Linked DNA regions of Rattus norvegicus: region 2 is linked to region 1. The links are chromatin contacts, called in public Hi-C maps. All regions are on one chromosome and are shown on one strand. Each heading gives the region's core, a stretch centred on a gene start, on an enhancer-like site or on the middle of the called end of the contact. The rest is flanking DNA. Distances are from core to core; before and after follow the strand shown.

Region 1 (5,010 bases), core at 530-3,029:
TACATGTTTTGATTTTCATAGCAATATGGCAGGGTTAAGGTCAACTTTGTAATATAATCTGGTGCCTGTTTTTTCATAGATATCATGGAAATAGATGTTGTTCACGAGATGCTCAAACAGATGATTGGGTGAAAGCTCTAGAAAACCTTGCAGTAACTAAAAAGAAAGGTTTCCCCACTTCCACCTTCCATTACTGCTGAGTGGAACAGTTTTCTGCTCCAACCATTCTTTCTTGTCTCATCGTCTTCCTAGGTCCAGTCTTTGCCTGGCAAATACAGCATATGACTGTTAGTATAGCAAGGAGGCAGTTCTTGAGACATCCAGCCCCCACACATAGTGCTCCCAAGCTCCTCCCCTGGGAACGGAATGATTTGATCAGCAGCAGGCAGAGCTGGCCCAGGGAAATAAGAGCTTGGCATAGAATCTTAGGGCCCTCCTGCTGCAGGGGCCCTCAGGAGAGTTGCTTCACACCCACCCTCCTTCGACTGGCTGGACAGTAAAAAGATGTGAGAAAACAAATTCCTGGCCGAATGAACAGAGCACTAAGTGAACGAGAGAGGAGTCCTCTGCTCCTGAAGCCTCTGCCATCCACTTGAATAGAAAGGCTAACTTTGAAGGCACTCTGTTCTCCTCGGCAGGATTTTGTATATACTCAGCTTCGGAATATGGTAGCCATCTGCCGCCAGCACATAAGACTAAGGAAGTGTCGGGGTGGGTAGGAAGAGGCTGGGAGGGAAGAAGAGAGACACTTAAAATGAGCTAAGGATCTGCTTTGTGTTGGAGTCAAGGTTTCAGAACATCAGTCCCATACTATAAGAACAAAACACCAGTGTGTCTTAGGCCACACCAGGCGCCGGCACATCAGATAAGGCCCGTGCTGTGTAACGTTCAGCCACTGAGCTTCGAGAAGTTCTGAAAGTGAAATTAGAGGAGCAAACCAAGGAAGCCAAAATGGGAAAGTGCTTAGAGTAAAATATGATCAGAAGGACGCTGCAGATATGTGTCTTTGGGGTTACAGTAGTTCAAACATGACTCTACTAATTAAAGACTTGGGGAATAGTCTAAATCCGAGGAACTTAAAGATCTTCAGACTACAGGGGAGATGTCTCCATCCACTGCAAAGGCATTGTGAAGCCTTTGTACAGTCACAGGGTGAGAGTGACCGAGCTATTGTGCATTGTTGTGCACTTAACCACTGATTAAGAGCCGCAGATCTCGGTCCTGGCGGCAGGAGTGGGTGGTCTCTTACAAACAAAAAGGCCTAGTAAGCCAAGCCGGTAAAGCCAAGAATGGCTCTGAAAAGCAGTGAATAGCTCAGAGAGCTTCCTCTTTCCCTGATATTATCTGTATAAATTACCAGTTATGGCGCAGAATCATGTTGATAATTTATATACCAAAATGGCATGCCAGAGAATAATAATTAAGCTGAGATGTACACTAGTGAAAAAATTACCCCAGTGAAGTTTACTTCTGAGAAAGATTAGCTAATTAGCCAAGGATGACATTTGAAGGCAAGTCCCCTTCTACCCTTAATAGTAGTTCTGTCTCCACTTTGAGGAATTAACAGGATTGCAAGGCAGAAATATTTTCTGGCATGAAAAGGAAAGAATTCCTTCAGAACTATAAGCAAAGTGAGGCGACAGTGAGAGTTGTGGAAAAGCAGAAAATCAGATCACCACGCATAGAAAATAGTTGCAAGAGCATGTCGACCTCAGCGCCCTGGAATGACCAAGCCAGGAAATAGTTGTTGGCTGTACGAGCTTTGGCCGTGATTCCTATCTGCCATCAGAGACGAGTCACACACAGCTGTGATGCAACCGCAGTTGTTCTTAATGTCCTCAGTCTGTCTCATGCACACTCTCTCATCCCAGGAGCCCAGTGTGCCTTAAGACTCTGTTCAGCTTCTCCCAAGACATCCCCGTGGAGCATAAACGTCTTCATTTATAGATGAAATAACTGGTCTACAAAGGCACGACTCAGTTCTCTGCCTTTAAATGGGAAATGATTAATAGTCATGATGCTGACCCAGCACGTTGTGCTATTTTTCACGTTATTTTGGGCTTCTCAGACAAAGGACATATTTTATCTTTCTCATTATTATTTTTAATTAGTTTTCAGAAAAGTCAGGATTAAAAAAAAAAAAAAGAATCTAACAAATATCCCATAGAGATATTTGGTGTTCTCTCTCTTTTCAGGAATAAATTACAATCTTCTCTGCTTCTCTGTGCTGGATCTCTGCAGATAGTCACAGTCTCATGCCAGCTTTCAGAGGAATAAGGGCTCATTCTAATGGCTGGATCACAGTCCCTTCTGTGAAGAAACAGCCTTTGAAATTCCTGTCTGGACACTGAATAACTTGTTTTCAATTTAAGAACTTTTAGCAGCTTGACCTGAAAACTTTTAAACATTACTAATATACAACCTGGTTGTGAGTTTAGCAATAAATTTAGACCCAGTGTGTGAAAAGCCAAAGAGAAGACTAGTGGCTTTTATTCTCCCTGGTGACCTGCTCTAAATGTTGCATATTTACTTTGTAAATGAGGACACCCAGTGGCCAGCAAGTGAAAATATTCTAAACAATCCTCGCCACTGTTAACACAAACATGACGAACAGCTGTCAGCACGCATTGACAGAGGCTTCCAGCATCTACCACCAAGCACTGCTTTCCTTGGGTCAGGCAAGGGTTGAGCCTGATAATTTTCTACCTCAGGTCCCAGAATGTGTGTCTCTTTCCCTTTTGTATAAGCATGGCTCATCTTTGGGGTCCACTGAATCTTCAGTGGCAGAAGGGCCTGGTAGAATATTCCTTAGGACAGATGGAGTCAGGAAGTTGAGAATAACTTGGCACAGATCAGAAATAATAAACAGATGAGTGTGGTTTAAAAGAAGTGAGGTAAATTCATAAACCAATTGCTTTAAACCATAAGTTCATAGTGAAGAGAGAACCACGGTTATTAACTAATGAGAGGGCAAGGAAATTAAAAACAAAACCCAAAAGGAAAACCAGACGTGGGCCACCAGAGATTAGAAGGACCTCCTGGAACAACGGGTAGACTCACCTCAGAGAAAATGGACCCTGAACTCCTGTGCTCTCAGCCGTGTCTGTACAGTGTAATGGAGAAATAACCAGTCACTTAGAGAACACCTACCGCTTTGAGGGAGTGTGTGGGACAGCATCAGAGATCCAGTTAGCAACCTGTGTTCTTTCAGTTGTAGTTATAGTTGTCCTTGTAGTTGCATTGGGTAAGGTAGACATACACAGTAAGACAAGTGAAAATGGAGGAGGCATTAATTTACTGTCATTATAAATTATCTAGTATGTGTATAGAGTACAGATTTATTCCTAAACATTCTAGTATGCAAACCATTTCCTTGTTTATCTCAAGAAAGTTAAACCTAAGACTGCTGTGTACACGGTTTATATAGAAGTCAAAAGAAGTCTCAGGACTGTCTTCCCATCCCCAGGTTTGTACAATACATGGGAAGTCCAGGGAAGAGGTCAGATCCTTGGTCCATCGTGAGCTTTGTAGTTGCCATTGCTCAACTCTCCACAAAGATGCAGCTGAGTCTGGTCCTTTTGAGTTCTAGGAATTGTTTCACTCACTGTGATTATAGGTGCCCTCAACAGGGAACCTAAGTCCCTAAGATCACTATTGCTCGTAAAGTAGTCAGTGCCTCTTTGTGTCTAGTCCCCAAAACTACGCAAAGCCATTCCCCACAAAGCGTTAGGTACGAGTTGATTTCCTTCAGTTTTGTTTGTGAGAGCCTTTGCTGAGATAGGGTCTTACCACATAGCTTGAACTGAGAAATCTTCCACCTCAGCCTCCAGAATGTTGTAACCACAGACATGAGCCACCATGTTTGGTTGCCTTTAATATTTTAAAGGAAGAAGATGATTTTTCTTCTCAGTAATATCACCTCAATCTAATTTCAAGGCACCAGACTCCCTTCCCTCCTTCATATCCTAGAAAGAGCTCAAATTAATTCCTTTTAGAAGACCAAATTGAGAACAAAAACCCTTCCTTTTAGGGATTAATAAACCCTGAAACCACATCTCCCTTGGATGAGGGAGACCATGTCCCTCAATACTTCCGACCTACAGGAGGAGGAAGAGGACTCTTCTAAACTTTTTCTCATTCTATAACAACAAACTAAAATTTAATAGTTCTACTTATACCTCCAAGCCAGTGGAAAGCAGGAAAAGAAAGAACTCAGCATACACTTGAGTAATCATGTGAAATGTCCCAGGAAAAGGAGAACTTAGAATAAGTTTCATGGAAGGTTGTAAGGTTTGGTGAGTGGGAAAGCCCACTAACTTCAGAACTTGTTATAAAATAGCAGGAGAGAGTGTGGGATGAATGCAGGCGGGAGACCATGACACAGTGGTACTTCACTAGTCTTGCACATCCTAGAGTCCATCACCAACCCCCAAGTGAGCCATGAATACAATATATAATATATGTGGAAACTGGCAAAATGACCAGGCTCTTGAATCAGTACAAAGATTCTGTTAGGGAATACCATAAGAATCAAACCAACAAACGTGAGACAAGACTGTAAGAACATGGGTAAGGAGTCGTAGAGCTCGGTCCTTCTACTCTAATCCATAAATAATATTGGAAATATTACAGAACAGGGTATGGAGATAGAATAAAATTAAAGCAAAGTACTCCTTATGAGCATGACGGTGAAGAGTGCTTTCAGCTCCACTCGGTCACCAGTGCTTCCTGAGGCTTTCGAGCTCTATCAACACTTTTCACTTGCCTAGCATCATCATCTTAGCACAAGAAAGGAACCAGAGGTTCATTTTAATTTTTAGATTTTTACATTTGAAGATAATTTTCCTTATCGCATACATAATCTAATATATTCATTAGATTATGTTACTGAATAACATGGCATTTAGATGCAAGTGTATAATGTCCACAAAGCTGATTCTGTATTGGGTCATCACAGATGGGCAGTGGAATTGCAGCTACTTACTGTCTTAAGGTGGCCTACACACATCA
Region 2 (4,817 bases), core at 855-3,354, 500 kb before region 1:
GGTGAACTAATATTCAGTGAAAGCATATTTCTACAGTAGAAAAGAGCTAAGCATTAGACTTCTTTGCTAGAGGAAAAAAGATAAAATGAAAATTTGAATTTATAAATATCCAACTCTGATTTCCACCCAACATATTAATATAGTAAACATGCATTAGTTTATCTTGTTCTAGAACCAGAGAAAAATATTTTGTTTTGCTATGTTATAGTTTCTTGTTTTTTTGGGGGGGGACTGATGATTGAGTGTAGGGCCTCATATACGCACTTTCCCAGTGAGTTCTATCCCTGGCCTTGCTCCTAGGCTGTTTTGTTGTTGCTGTTGTTATTTTGTTTAGGTTTTTGTTTATTTAAGACAATTATTCACACTGGTTTTGATCTTGTCACTTTTCCTCAAGTAGTTGAAATTTCAGACTTGTCACCAAGTTGCTAGAATGCAGATTTATTTCTGATGTAGATCAGGCTTGATCCCAGGCCTCAGAATTCTGAATAAGTAGAGAAAGGTCCCATGTTTTGTATCTAAGGTAACATGGTAACTGGAGTGGGTATGTGTAGACTACTAAACTAATAAGAAACAGGTAAATAGGATGTATTCATAATGTCAGAGGTAGTATTCATGACACCCAGTGGGTAGAAGGATGGACAATGGATGGAGATGGGGAGTGGAGTCATGACTAGCATTTCAGAGGATATAGCACCCAATCTCTGCACAATGTAAAGGAGCCAGTCATGGGAAGGACTAGAGATAGCTGATGACTGCAGTTTTACAGGCTGCCCTGGCCTGTGTATTGAGTATGCGAGTCAGTGTAACCGTGGCAAGGAGGGAAGTCCTGGTATTAATTTGTCTGTAATTAATCATTCTTCAATCATTTCTTTCTCCTAATACACAAGATATATTAATTTTTATTTTATGCGTTTGGGTGCCTTGCCTGCATGTACAGGCTCTATGGGCTGTGTCAGAGGAGGCTGGGTGAGTCCTGGTATCAAAGGAAGAGCAGCCAGAGCTCTTAGCTGCTGAGCCATGTCGCCAGCCTGATCAATTACCTGAAAGTAATATTATCACCTTGTCTTCTTTTTCTGCATATAAAGACTGAAAGTAGATAGAAGGTTGATCTATAGGATCTATAAAGGAATAGTCATAGGTGTTTTATTTTTACTGTTCATCTCATGATAGCCTACAATTTAGCGCAGAATTGTTTATGAACTTATAGTTATCCCCCCAGGGAGGTTGAACGGAACTTACTCTCACCTACAGTTTTGTCCTGAAAGAAAAATTTCTACAAATGCTTCATTCACAATTAAATTATTACTATATAAGAAGATAAAAGTATTTGGTGAGAACCTGATGGCAGGATATTGTTCCCTGAGTTTCACATCTATAATCAATGCTGTGTGCACCTCATTATTGGCTCAGTGAACAACATGACGTGGGAATGTGGGACCAGACAGAGGGAAGGAGCACGTCTGCGGTGAAAATGTAGCAGAGGGATAAAACCAGCCCACAGACTGCTAAGTGTGTAGATATCAAGATATATCATTTTTACTCAAGAAACTAAAACACACTCAGTGTAATCTTGAAGAGGCGAAAAATATCCCAGTTTGCAAAATAAACTGTCCTGTGTTTAATATCAGCATTGTTATTGGTTAAAAATTAACCTTACTAAGGAAATTCTTATAACTCTTTCTATCTCCATTATAAAATCTGAAATGAAGGAGTGTACTACTTGGCTTTCCAGAAATACAATAATACATAATTTACAATACATAAAAATTACCATCCAACTTGTTCCTGAGATAAGAGCCTGTAAAGAAGATCTGCCCATACATCTAGAGTGTTAAGTCACCATGGACAAAGGCTGTTACTATATTGAGGACTCAATATATGAAAAACAAAATAGAGGGTGGTTCTTATGAGTTGGAAACATGTCCTCTTGTAGACTATGGCTTTTAAATGAGTGCTGGTGAAAATACATACATGGCTTTCAGACTAACTTTGACACTTCCTGCCTCCCTGAAATGCATGTATGTGAGCATGTATCAGCGCACAGTAAGAGTTGAGCTGTATCCGTGGGCTGGCAGGCCGTGCAGAGTACAGCACACGCCCTTCACATCAATCCTGCTTGGCAAGTCTCACCACCTTGGCAGAGCTGAACTGAGACCTAGAAGCACTGCTCATGCAGGCAGCAATGTAGCATTTAAAATAATATTTAATTTATTCAGTTTGCCACATTTTTCAGCAGCTACATTATTTGCTTTTGTTACAAAAACATGGTTACAGTCTGCACACAAAACACTAAATAGATACTTGTTCATTTCAGGAGATCTAGATACTCAAAATTGATATTTAAATTTTTCAATGTATTTTTCTACCATCTGTATCAGATTGTGAGCTGCTAAAAGCAGAAACTGAAGAGCTCTTAGGTAACTTACAGAGTATCTTATCAGCTAATCCAGTTGTTCTACAAGAGAGGGAATGGCCACAGCAAACTGAAGGCCTCTCTGGAGGGAGACAGGTATGCTGTGAGAAGTTCCACAGTGCATTGATCTCTTACAGAGGGGTTCCTTCAATTTCATCAGGGCACTAAACAATGTTGCTCACTCCTATTTTCTAAGTGTTTGAAAGGTTGGGGGATTCATGAAAGTATGTAGAGAAAATAATGGCTTTATCAACTTACCTTACTCATCAAAGCGTGCAGTTCATCTAGCAATCTACATAACTGAACTTTAAAATCAAATGGAGTCAGTGTTCAAATACTTTGCTATTTGTTTCTAAAATTTTACCTTCAAAAGTATTGTTCTAAGGCTGGCTTTAGTGGCGTGGGCCTTCAATTCTAGCACTGGAGAGGCAGAGGCAGAGGCAGAGGCAGGCAGACTTCAGTGGGCTCAAGGCAAGTCTTGTCTATACAGAGCAAGTTACCAGATATCCAGAGTTACAAGGCGAGATCCTGTTAAAAAGCAAATACATAAACAAATAAATAAAAAACAGGCACTCTAGAGCTAAAAAAACTATGAAAAAACCCGTAAATCATAAAAACATCGTTGTGTTGTGCCTATAAACAATACATTCCTAGTTTCCTACAGTCGCAGTAGTATAAAGTATTAGCAGTCTTTTATCTTACTGGAAGAATGAAAATTATATTTCATCATTGTCTTATGTCCAGTTTATATCAGATTTCACGATATTTTTAAAAGTTCATTGCATATTTAGATTTTTTCCTATTATCTGTTAAATGATTTATATTTTTCCTTGTTTTCGTTTTTTTTTCCAAAAAGCTTTTTGTGTGTTATTGAAAGTTAAGTTTGCCTGAGTAATGCAGAGAGCTGGCGAGGTGCTCTTCCCTCAGGAAGAGCACACCAGTTGGTTGTCCAGTGTCAAAATTTTAAGCCTGAAAGTACACATGCAAGTAACATTCTGTGGACTCCATAGTTTATATTTAGCAATATATATGCTATATATATGCAATATACATACGCATATATGCATGCAATACAATAAGAGAGGCCATGAGTTTAAGAGAAAAAGAGAATGGGTGTGTGTGTGTGTGTGTGTGTGTGTGTGTGTGTGTGTGTGTGTCTTGCTATGTGTGTTGGAGGGAGGAAAGTGAAGGGAAATGAGCGTTGTAATTAAATTACAATCTCATTTTTTTAAGTACATAGAAAAAGTGATCTTTGTGTTCATACTTTTCGTTATTAATTTCTTTTTGCCCTATAGTATTTTTATACATTTGTACTCACTGCTCATTTACTTTGTGACTTAGAACTCAAGTGTAGAGAACTTAGTTATATTTTCTTGTAACATATTTGTGGTGCAATCTTTTAGTTAATATTTATGTTTTGATTTTCCTAAATTTTACATTCTATGTACTTTCAAAATGCATTAACTCTTGTTTTTGAATAAAAGTAGCAGTTTTATTTTTCACTTGAAATGAAAAAAAAAGCTCCCATTTTTTCCCCATAAACTTCTTAGGAAGAAAGAGCACAGAGGCAGAAGAAAATACAGTATTATACTGAGAATTGAAATGTCAGAATTGACATGGGTTTAGCAGTCACTGATGTCTACTGTTCGTGACACAGGACTTCCCAAGAAATTCTCTCCTTTACAAGAATAAATTATTATATTTTGATTGTCTAAGCAATGATTAAATCAGTGAAAGCATCATAGAATAAATCAAACCCCTAGTGAGATACTTTTAACAGCAAATACAGTTCATATGGTAATGTTAATTTCACTTACTTAAGAAAAGCACTTATCAGTAAGACCCTATAACTGAACAAATGAAATAAAAATTTGAACATTGTAATTTATTACGAGATGCAATAACCAGGTGATAAATAAATTTATTTGTGTCTTGAAAAGTTGGCTTCATGTAGTCATTATTAAAAGGCAATCTTTTCATATGATTTTGTTTAGCTTTAAAGGGAGCTTAGGCTAAGAATTCTAATAGCTGGTGTCTTTACAATGTTTTATGAAAAAGCAGTTACAAAGCATAATGTTTAGCAATAAAAAGAACCTTATCCGGCTTACCATGTGTTTCTGATGGTTTGATGACAGGAGGGGTAAAGGCTGTGTCATGCAATCAGTCATGTCACTAATTCTTCTTCTACTTTCAACTTAACTTTTTATTATTTTTGAGTATATGAGTGCTTTGCCTACATGTACAGCTGTGTACCATGTGCGTGTCCAGTACCCACAGAGATCAGTAAGGGATGTTGGTCCCCTGGACTTGGCATTGTGAATAACTGTGAGCTGTTATGTGGGTAATGGGAATTGATCTTTAGTCTTCTGAGAACACAGCCACTGCTCTTCATTTCTGTGCTACC

What was found. Hi-C and Micro-C count contacts between places; a contact is called where the count stands out from the background.
Region 2: a contact with region 1 is called in a Hi-C map of psoas muscle, with 1.8 times the contacts expected there. The contact joins two enhancer-like sites.

What each region holds. Positions count from the first base shown.
Region 1 is chr11:70,605,395-70,610,404 of GRCr8, reverse strand. The region is part of intron 9 of Zbtb20 (zinc finger and BTB domain containing 20); the gene reads left to right. Among named protein-coding and RNA genes, the nearest start is that of Mir568, 48 kb to the right of the region's middle. Within about 2 kb of position 1,779, at least 58 of the 93 cell types and tissues checked have an H3K27ac peak or open chromatin away from gene starts, as enhancers often do.
Region 2 is chr11:71,110,503-71,115,319 of GRCr8, reverse strand. All of the region lies in intron 3 of Zbtb20 (zinc finger and BTB domain containing 20), which reads left to right. Among named protein-coding and RNA genes, the nearest start is that of Zbtb20, 180 kb to the left of the region's middle. Within about 2 kb of position 2,104, at least 9 of the 93 cell types and tissues checked have an H3K27ac peak or open chromatin away from gene starts, as enhancers often do.